Linked DNA regions of Sus scrofa: region 2 is linked to region 1. A link is a contact called in public promoter capture Hi-C data. All regions are on one chromosome and are shown on one strand. Each heading gives the region's core, a stretch centred on a gene start, on an enhancer-like site or on the middle of the called end of the contact. The rest is flanking DNA. Distances are from core to core; before and after follow the strand shown.

What was found. Promoter capture Hi-C pulls out the DNA fragments that hold promoters and counts their contacts.
Region 2: a contact with region 1 is called in a promoter capture Hi-C map of liver, with 4 times the contacts expected there. The contact joins the promoter of TOP2B here to the promoter of NR1D2 in region 1. A contact is called at or near these places in 1 of 5 promoter capture datasets (liver) and 1 of 47 Hi-C or Micro-C datasets (heart right ventricle).

The regions. Positions count from the first base shown.
Region 1 is chr13:10,755,037-10,758,608 of Sscrofa11.1, forward strand. NR1D2 (nuclear receptor subfamily 1 group D member 2) reads left to right here and starts at 1,918. Exons shown (of 8, transcript XM_021071423.1): 1 at 1,918-2,224. The coding sequence starts at 2,209.
Region 2 is chr13:12,573,440-12,577,011 of Sscrofa11.1, forward strand. It overlaps TOP2B (topoisomerase (DNA) II beta), which reads right to left and starts at 1,603. Exons shown (of 37, transcript NM_001258386.1): 1 at 1,544-1,603. The coding sequence starts at 1,603.

The DNA of each region.
Region 1 (3,572 bases), core at 668-3,167:
ACAGATTCAGCCAACCTTGCATGGAAAATATTTAGAAAAAAAATTCCAGAAAGTTTTTAAAAGAACACTGGCAAGTATTTACCTAGCATTTACATTGTATTACATATTATGAGTAATCTAGAAATGATTTAAAGTATAAGGGAGGATGTTCGTAGGTTATATGCAAAAATTACACCATTTTATATAAGGAACTTGAGCATTCACGGATTTTGCAATTCGCAGAGGTCCTGGAACCGATGCCCCAAGGACACTGAGAGAACCATACCGTATGGCCTTTTCAGAGTAGAGTCCTCTTTATGACCCCTGCCTTCTACACTGTTCATATTCACCCCATTTTACCAGCGCAGAAGCAGATGGCGCTTGAGATATAAAATGAAAAAGCAAGCTACGAAGTGTAGCCTGGGGAATTCTTGCTTCAGCATCACAGAAGGTGATCAGGCCCTGATGTAGGGAAGCAATGAGGACCACATTGTGTAGAGAGCTGTGTAGATGGTGCTCGAAGGCCTAGGAGAGAAGCAGGGCCCAAAGTTTGTGCAGAGCTTTGCAGGGCAGCTTCAAGTACTGGATTTTAAAAAAAGCAATAGGAAGCGATTGGAGGGTTTTGAGTAATTAGATCTCATTAACATTTAAAAACATAACACTGGGTAGAAGTGATTGTAGGTGGTTCCAGGCACAGTTTCCCCTGTTAGGGATCTATTAGAGTAGCCCAGGCAAGAGAAGATGGTGGTTTGATCTACAGTAATGACAATGCTGATGGTGAAAAACTGAAAGATCAAAGATGTATTATGAAGGTAGAATAGCTCAGATCTGTTAATGGGTTGAACCAGGTATAAAAGCAGTGAGAGGGAGAAAGACAGGAAGAGAGAGAGAGAGAAGTGAAACTCAATTTGTTGGTTTTAGGAACTGGCAGATTTATCAAAAAGTAGATGTTGATGGGGTAGAGTGTGTATGTGTGTGTGATGGGGCAGTGGGTGATGGGGGGCGAAGGGATGCAGCACATGTAAAAATGTCTTATGAATTATATTTCCCTCAATATTTCATATTGAAAAATTTCAAAGAGCAACTTAGAATTTTACAGTGAATACCCACATAAAACATCTACAACTACTACATGATTTACATAGTAAGATTATTATGCTTCTAACCGTCCATCCTGGCCTCCATCCCTCAGACCATCTTGCTTTCATAATGCACTTAAATTTGCAGGCATCAGTGCACTGCCCTCTTCATACCTCGGCACACGTCATTGGTCTCCCCCCTTTTTTCCTTTTGATGTAAAATGTACACACAAGGTGAAACGCACAAATCTTCGGTGTGCATTTGCTGAGTTTTGACACAAGCATACGCCTGCCTACACCTTAAATTTGAGATGCCAAAAGGATATCAAGGTGGCATAATCAAACGGGCTGCTGAATGCAGGAATCTGGGGCTCAGAGGAGACGTTGGAAATGTACATTCGGCAATCATCAGAACACAAGCCTACTTGAGCTGTTGGACTGAATGAAGTCACCCGGGGGTGCAGAGGGAAGGGATGTGGGCTGTATCTGCAGAGCCTGGTCTTTAGAGGTGGGTAAGTCGGAGAGCCGACTTGAGGCGCGGTCAAGGGTTGGGGCCAGCCCTGGATCCTGCAAAGCACGCCTGCTTGGCGCCACCGGGCGGGCCTAGGTAAACGTCCGAGGAGACCTAAGGTGTCACTAGGCGGGGGTGGGGCAGGTTCGGGGAAGGAAGCCTGGGGGGCTCCCACGGAGGCGGGAAGGTCAGCAGCGAGAAAGGAAGGAGGGAGGAGGAGGGGCCCGAGGGTGAGGGAGAGCGGGCGGTGGCTTGGGGAGGAGGGGGAGGGGAGCCGGCGGCGGGAGGGGCGGAGTCGCCGCAGCGGCCGGCCGAGGGGCGGGCGGAGGGAGGGGGTGTGCGCGGGTCACATGGTCGCGGCTGCCCTCCCCATCAGCCGCCCTCGCCGCCGCGGTGCGCTGGCTGCAGGAAGCCGCCGCGCCGCCGCTTTGTTGTCAGGGACCCCGCGAAGAGGGCCGCTCGCCGCCGCCGCCGCCCTCTCTCCCCGCAGCCCGCTCTCCGGCCGCGGGGCCGGGTCCGGGCGTCCCGCCCGCCCTGCCCATGAGGGGGCCCCGGCCCCGGGCGGCGCGGTGCTGAGGCGGCGGCGGCGCTGCCCCTTCTGCGGGAAGCGGGCGGCCTCGGCCCCCTCCCGAGGGCACCATGGAGGTGAATGCGGGTAAGAGCCCACTGGGCGGGGTAGCGCGGCGGAGGGGCGCTGGATCCCGGCGGGCACTCGGAGGGCTGCGGCGGGGCTGCGGGCTGGCGGGGCGCGGGCTGGCGGGGAGGGCTGCTGTGCGCCGCGGGCTCGCCTCGGGCTCTGAGCTCGTCGCCCCGGGGCCGCCCTCTCGGCTCCCCGCACCGCCGCAGCGCGGCCCGCGGCGCCGGCCGGGCGCCCCCCTCACATGGCCTGGCCGCGCGAGCCACGTGCGCGCTGTGTTTACGTTCGGCGGCGCGCGGGCGCCGGTTGGCTGGGCGGGCTCATGACGCGGCATTACATAATGGGCGCTGGGGCGGCGGCGGCGGGCGGGGACACGTGAGGCCGCTCGGCTCGGTGACCCACATTCCCGGGGGCCGCAGGGACACGTGGGGGCGGGTGCGCGCGCGCCAGCCGGGAGCGCCGCAGCCCCGCGGAGGCCCCGCCTCTCCGGAACCCTCGGGCTGTGACGTGGCGCGGTTCCCTCCTCCCCCGCGGGGTTGCTCTTTGCGGAGGAGGCCGCGCGTGCGCGCCGCGGAGACCCGCGCTCGGCGGCCGGGAGCTGAGCCTACGCGGGAGCCGCGGCCTGGCTGCGGGCAGGGAGAGGAAGGCGCCCGGCGTGGGCGCTCTGGCGCTGAAGGCAGTGCGGCCGGACAACCTGGGGCTTCCCCGACGCATGACCCTCCGCGGGGCCTGGAGGTGCTTGGCTTCCCAGCGACGCCCGGCGGAGGGGCCGGGGAACGCCCAGGTTGTGGTGCTACTTCGTATTAAAAAAAAAAAAAAAAAAAGACTGTTTTAGTGATCTCTTCTGGGAAGCCTTCTACCTCACCACCTTCCTCTATGGGCGGGTCCACCCTTGGCTCAGCCTTCAGCTCTATTGGGCGTGACCGAGGTGACCCCAGTGACTCCCAGGCCTCCTGTAAGGCTGGTCGTTTTTCGCTTAATTTCTTTAAACCCTTGGGTTGCTGACCTTTTCTGATTCTGATAACAGAATTTGACTCTATCACGCCCTTTCTTGTTATCTTTCACCTTGTCTGATTCTGATTCTGATAACAGAATTTGACTCTATCACCCCTTTTCTTGTTACCTTTCCTGCCTTGACATCCCAGCACAATACCCGGCTACCTTCTGCCCTTTTGTTTGCCTCCCTCCCCCCCCAATCAAAGGATGGACCGTTACCTGAAGACAGTGAGGTTGCAGAAGCAGCCAGTGATTATGTTTTAAGTTACCCGTTCAAAAAACCATGGCTTGATAACAAAGTGTTGTGAAATTTCCACCAGCAGTAAAAAATAAAGTCATTCTCGTGTGTTTTAATTACCTATGGGCCTGT
Region 2 (3,572 bases), core at 353-2,852, 1.8 Mb after region 1:
ATTTTTCTGATACTGAATGAGACCCTCTAAGTTTCATGAAATTTCTTAGTAAATTAAGGGAAAATTTCCTATGGAGCTTGAATGAAAAAGTGGTCATTCAATCATCTTCAAAGTTAGGTGACAGTAAACTAAAATACTGCTATTAAATGGTAAAGCTAACCAATTCAATCTCGGAGCAAAATGTTTATACCATTACAGAGAATCAGAGGTCCTCAAAGGAAACACTGATCAGGCCTCAACACTCCCAAACAGTGAATGAGACCCATCTGGCTAAGTTCATTTTCAGAAGTTGTTTGATTTCAGTAACAAGGCTAAAGGCCATCAATTTTAGAAAATGCTTCTTTTCCATTTATGCATGCCTCCTCCACCTCATGTTCACATGGACTGTTAACTTATTATCTGACATTTTATCCCTCCTGGCTCTAGTCTGTTCATACTACATTACTGAAATAACCTACAGAATTTGGCGAGATCCAACAATAAGAGTCTGGCGAGTTATTTTGCAAAGCATCTTGGCATACAAACATGAACAGTTAAAATATTTTTGTTATCAGTAACATGCTTGTTACAAAGAATACTTGCCAATACAGCAGAACTGCTACTCGACTCACCTAAAGCTCATCCAAACAAAGAGAAAAATGAAGAACTTAATAAAAAATGCCAATTTGAAAGTTTACCTAGGTGTTTTGAAAAAGCGAAGGTCCATTGAAAGTCCCTGAGAAACGCAACGCGTTTTATTTTTCTCCTGGATACCTAGTCAGTTGGCTGAGCTGGACTTTCCGTGCGTGTAGGAAATGACCCTGGTCTGAACTCTATGCTGAGCAAGTGAAATGCGGGTGAATTATCGATCCGCCGTGGGAATCAGACCTCTCTAGGTCTTCCCTCCTCTACTACTTCCTGGCAGGAAGTGAGCGCCAAAACCCTTTAACTCCTGAACAAATGACTTTGGTCGCCAATCCAACAATCTCCATTCAGCCCCCACCCGGTTTCACCTGCGATGCTGACGCAGGTGAGCCCTTCTTGGAATAATCCCACTGTGACAGATGGACGATCTACAGTATATCAACTGCTGTGAAAGGGCCACCCCGAATGCACCGTCGACTAAGACTCTCCGAACCGCAGTGAAAAAACTGCTGTAGCCGAATTCCCCACCAAATCCATTCTTCTTTTGAGAGATCAGAGCGTCAGGAATGGTTGCATTTGCAACACATATGCGCGCGCCCCTCTCCCCGGGATTATTTTAGGGCACATTGGAGAAAGTGCTGACCCACACGGACACACACGCATTACTGCCATCGGATCACCTCAGGTGCCTGCCCTGGAAAGATGAGGCGGGGCGCCTGTCCTGTCCCTGGCTGGTCCCCCAAAGTTTCAAGTGCACAGGACACTCCCGAATCCCGAGCCTCCGGAGGCAGAGAAGAAAGAAGGGCGGGAGCTGAGGTTCTGCAGCGGGAGCCCCGACCGGCCCAGCTCAGGACCGGACTTCCCCGCCCCCGCCCGGGAACAATGCCGCGCCCCGACCCCCGCGCCGCCCGCCACTCACCACCCAAGTCAGCGCCGCGTCGCCGCCGACTCCCGCGCCTCCGCCGCCCGCCTTGGCCATGGCGCCCGCTCCCGGGCCGAAGCCGCGCCGCCTCCCGCGCTGCCGCTCCGCACCACCGCCCGGCCGCCGAGCCCTAGCGGCGCCGCCCCCCGCGCCCCATCGCCGAGGCCCGGGCGCTCGCCTAGCTGAGCCCGCCGAGGAGGCCGCGCCGCTCGCAGCCCTCAAACTCGAGGCGCGCGGCCGCGCCGCCCGGGCCTAGCGCGGCCGCCCAGGCGGAGGCGCGCGAGCAGGAAGCGGGCGGCAGCGGCGGCAGCTGGGCGGCGGCGCGGCCTCCTGCCCGGGGCCCGAGCGCAGGCGGCGAGCGGCCGGCAACCCGGCGTCCGGACGTGGCGAGAACGAGGAGGCGCCCGGTCCTTCCTCAGGATCCTCGAAGGCCGCCGCCCGGGGAGCAGGAGCGGGTGGCCGCTGCCACAGAAGGCGCCTGCGTCGGCGGATCGGCAGCCCGACTTCCTCACACACAGTCGCCGAGAGGGACAATGAGCAGATCCGCCGCTGCCGCGGTCGCCTCCCTCTCGTCCGGCATAACACCGCACACACTCTCACTTGGGGGAGGGCTGGGGGGCCGCGGGAGGGAGGGCGCGGCGGCCGGCTGTCAGTCACGCCGCAGCGTCCAATAGGGCCCTGTTGGCCAACCTGCCGACCAATCACAAAATTCTATGCCCCCGGAGGGGCGGCACCCAAGGGCACACGTCATTGCGGGTAGCAACCGAAGGGAAGACTTGAGGCTTTTTTGTTTGTGTGTGTGGCCATTTGAAGGGAGAGCAGGGGCTGCTGTCAAGGGTCGTTGGAGGGCGGCAAAGGGAAGGGGTCGAATTGGTCTTTGGTTGTCTTTAATCCTTCAAGCGTGCCTTTGAAGATCTGCTGGCGAAGCCAAGGAGCTTCTTTGCCTGGGGCCGCGGGGGCGGGAGGGGGGGCGGGGGCAGGAAGGAGCCGGAGGCCGTCCCGAAGGGGAAAGTATTTTTAAAGAGCGGTTGTAAACCACAGGCAGCACGTTGCAGATCGCTGGTGCAAGGAGGGCCGATGACCTCCGCTCCCCAAGCCCCGGGTGGACGCTGCTGTAAAAGAATTCTTGCTCAGACCTTCCCCTCCTCCATCTCTTTTCTCCCTGTCCTTCCCTTACCTCAAAAGAAAACTGGTTTAGTTTCAGGAAAACTGCTTTTAAAGAACTTAAATGGTAACAGAGGCACGGAGAACGTTCTCAGGAAAGAATGCCAGGTGGGTTGAAGGTTCTATGCTACCCTTTGATGACCTTCTCTCTCCTCTGAACAATGCAGAGATGTCACTGTCACGTCTCATTCTCTTCTGTCCAGAACTGTGCCCGCTGCCTCTAAGCGCTCTAATTTTTTAATTTTCAAATGCACACTAAGGAATGATTTCGTGCACATTGAAGCTTTCTAAGAAAGAAATTACCCACACAGCCTCACCATAGTCTGGCAGACGGAAGATGGCTTTACTTTGCCCTGCTTTTCTATGTAACTCCATCGTGTGCCAGGCTCTGCCATGGGCTCGAGACAGTAACGGGTCCCCTAATTTCAAGCCATTTATACCGTGGCTCATGAAACAGACTAAAGGGGAGTTAACTGTCACCAAATGAGTACTTGAGGGCATGAAGTGCCACCAAATACTTGTGACAAGAGAGTTTTTAAGATGAAAACTTTATTGCTGCCTTATGAAAAGGTGTTTTTGTGAACTTCCAACTGTGCATTTCCTCTCGAGGGAAAACAAAAAATGGCTCAGGTCACATCTTTCAACTGACTTCTGAGTCCAAGAGGTGGGGAACTCTGAAACATGGAAATAATTTAAACACAGTTTTTCTTAATTAGCTCTCTAGTGGCCATGTAATTTTGGCATATTTGGGACTTTAGTTCAGAACAGTGAAGCCTTTCTTTACCTTGAAGTGCCAGCTTGTGAATCACAGACCAAGGGCTACTCCAGGCTCTGAACCTGTTCAAATAAGTATCTGGGCCTT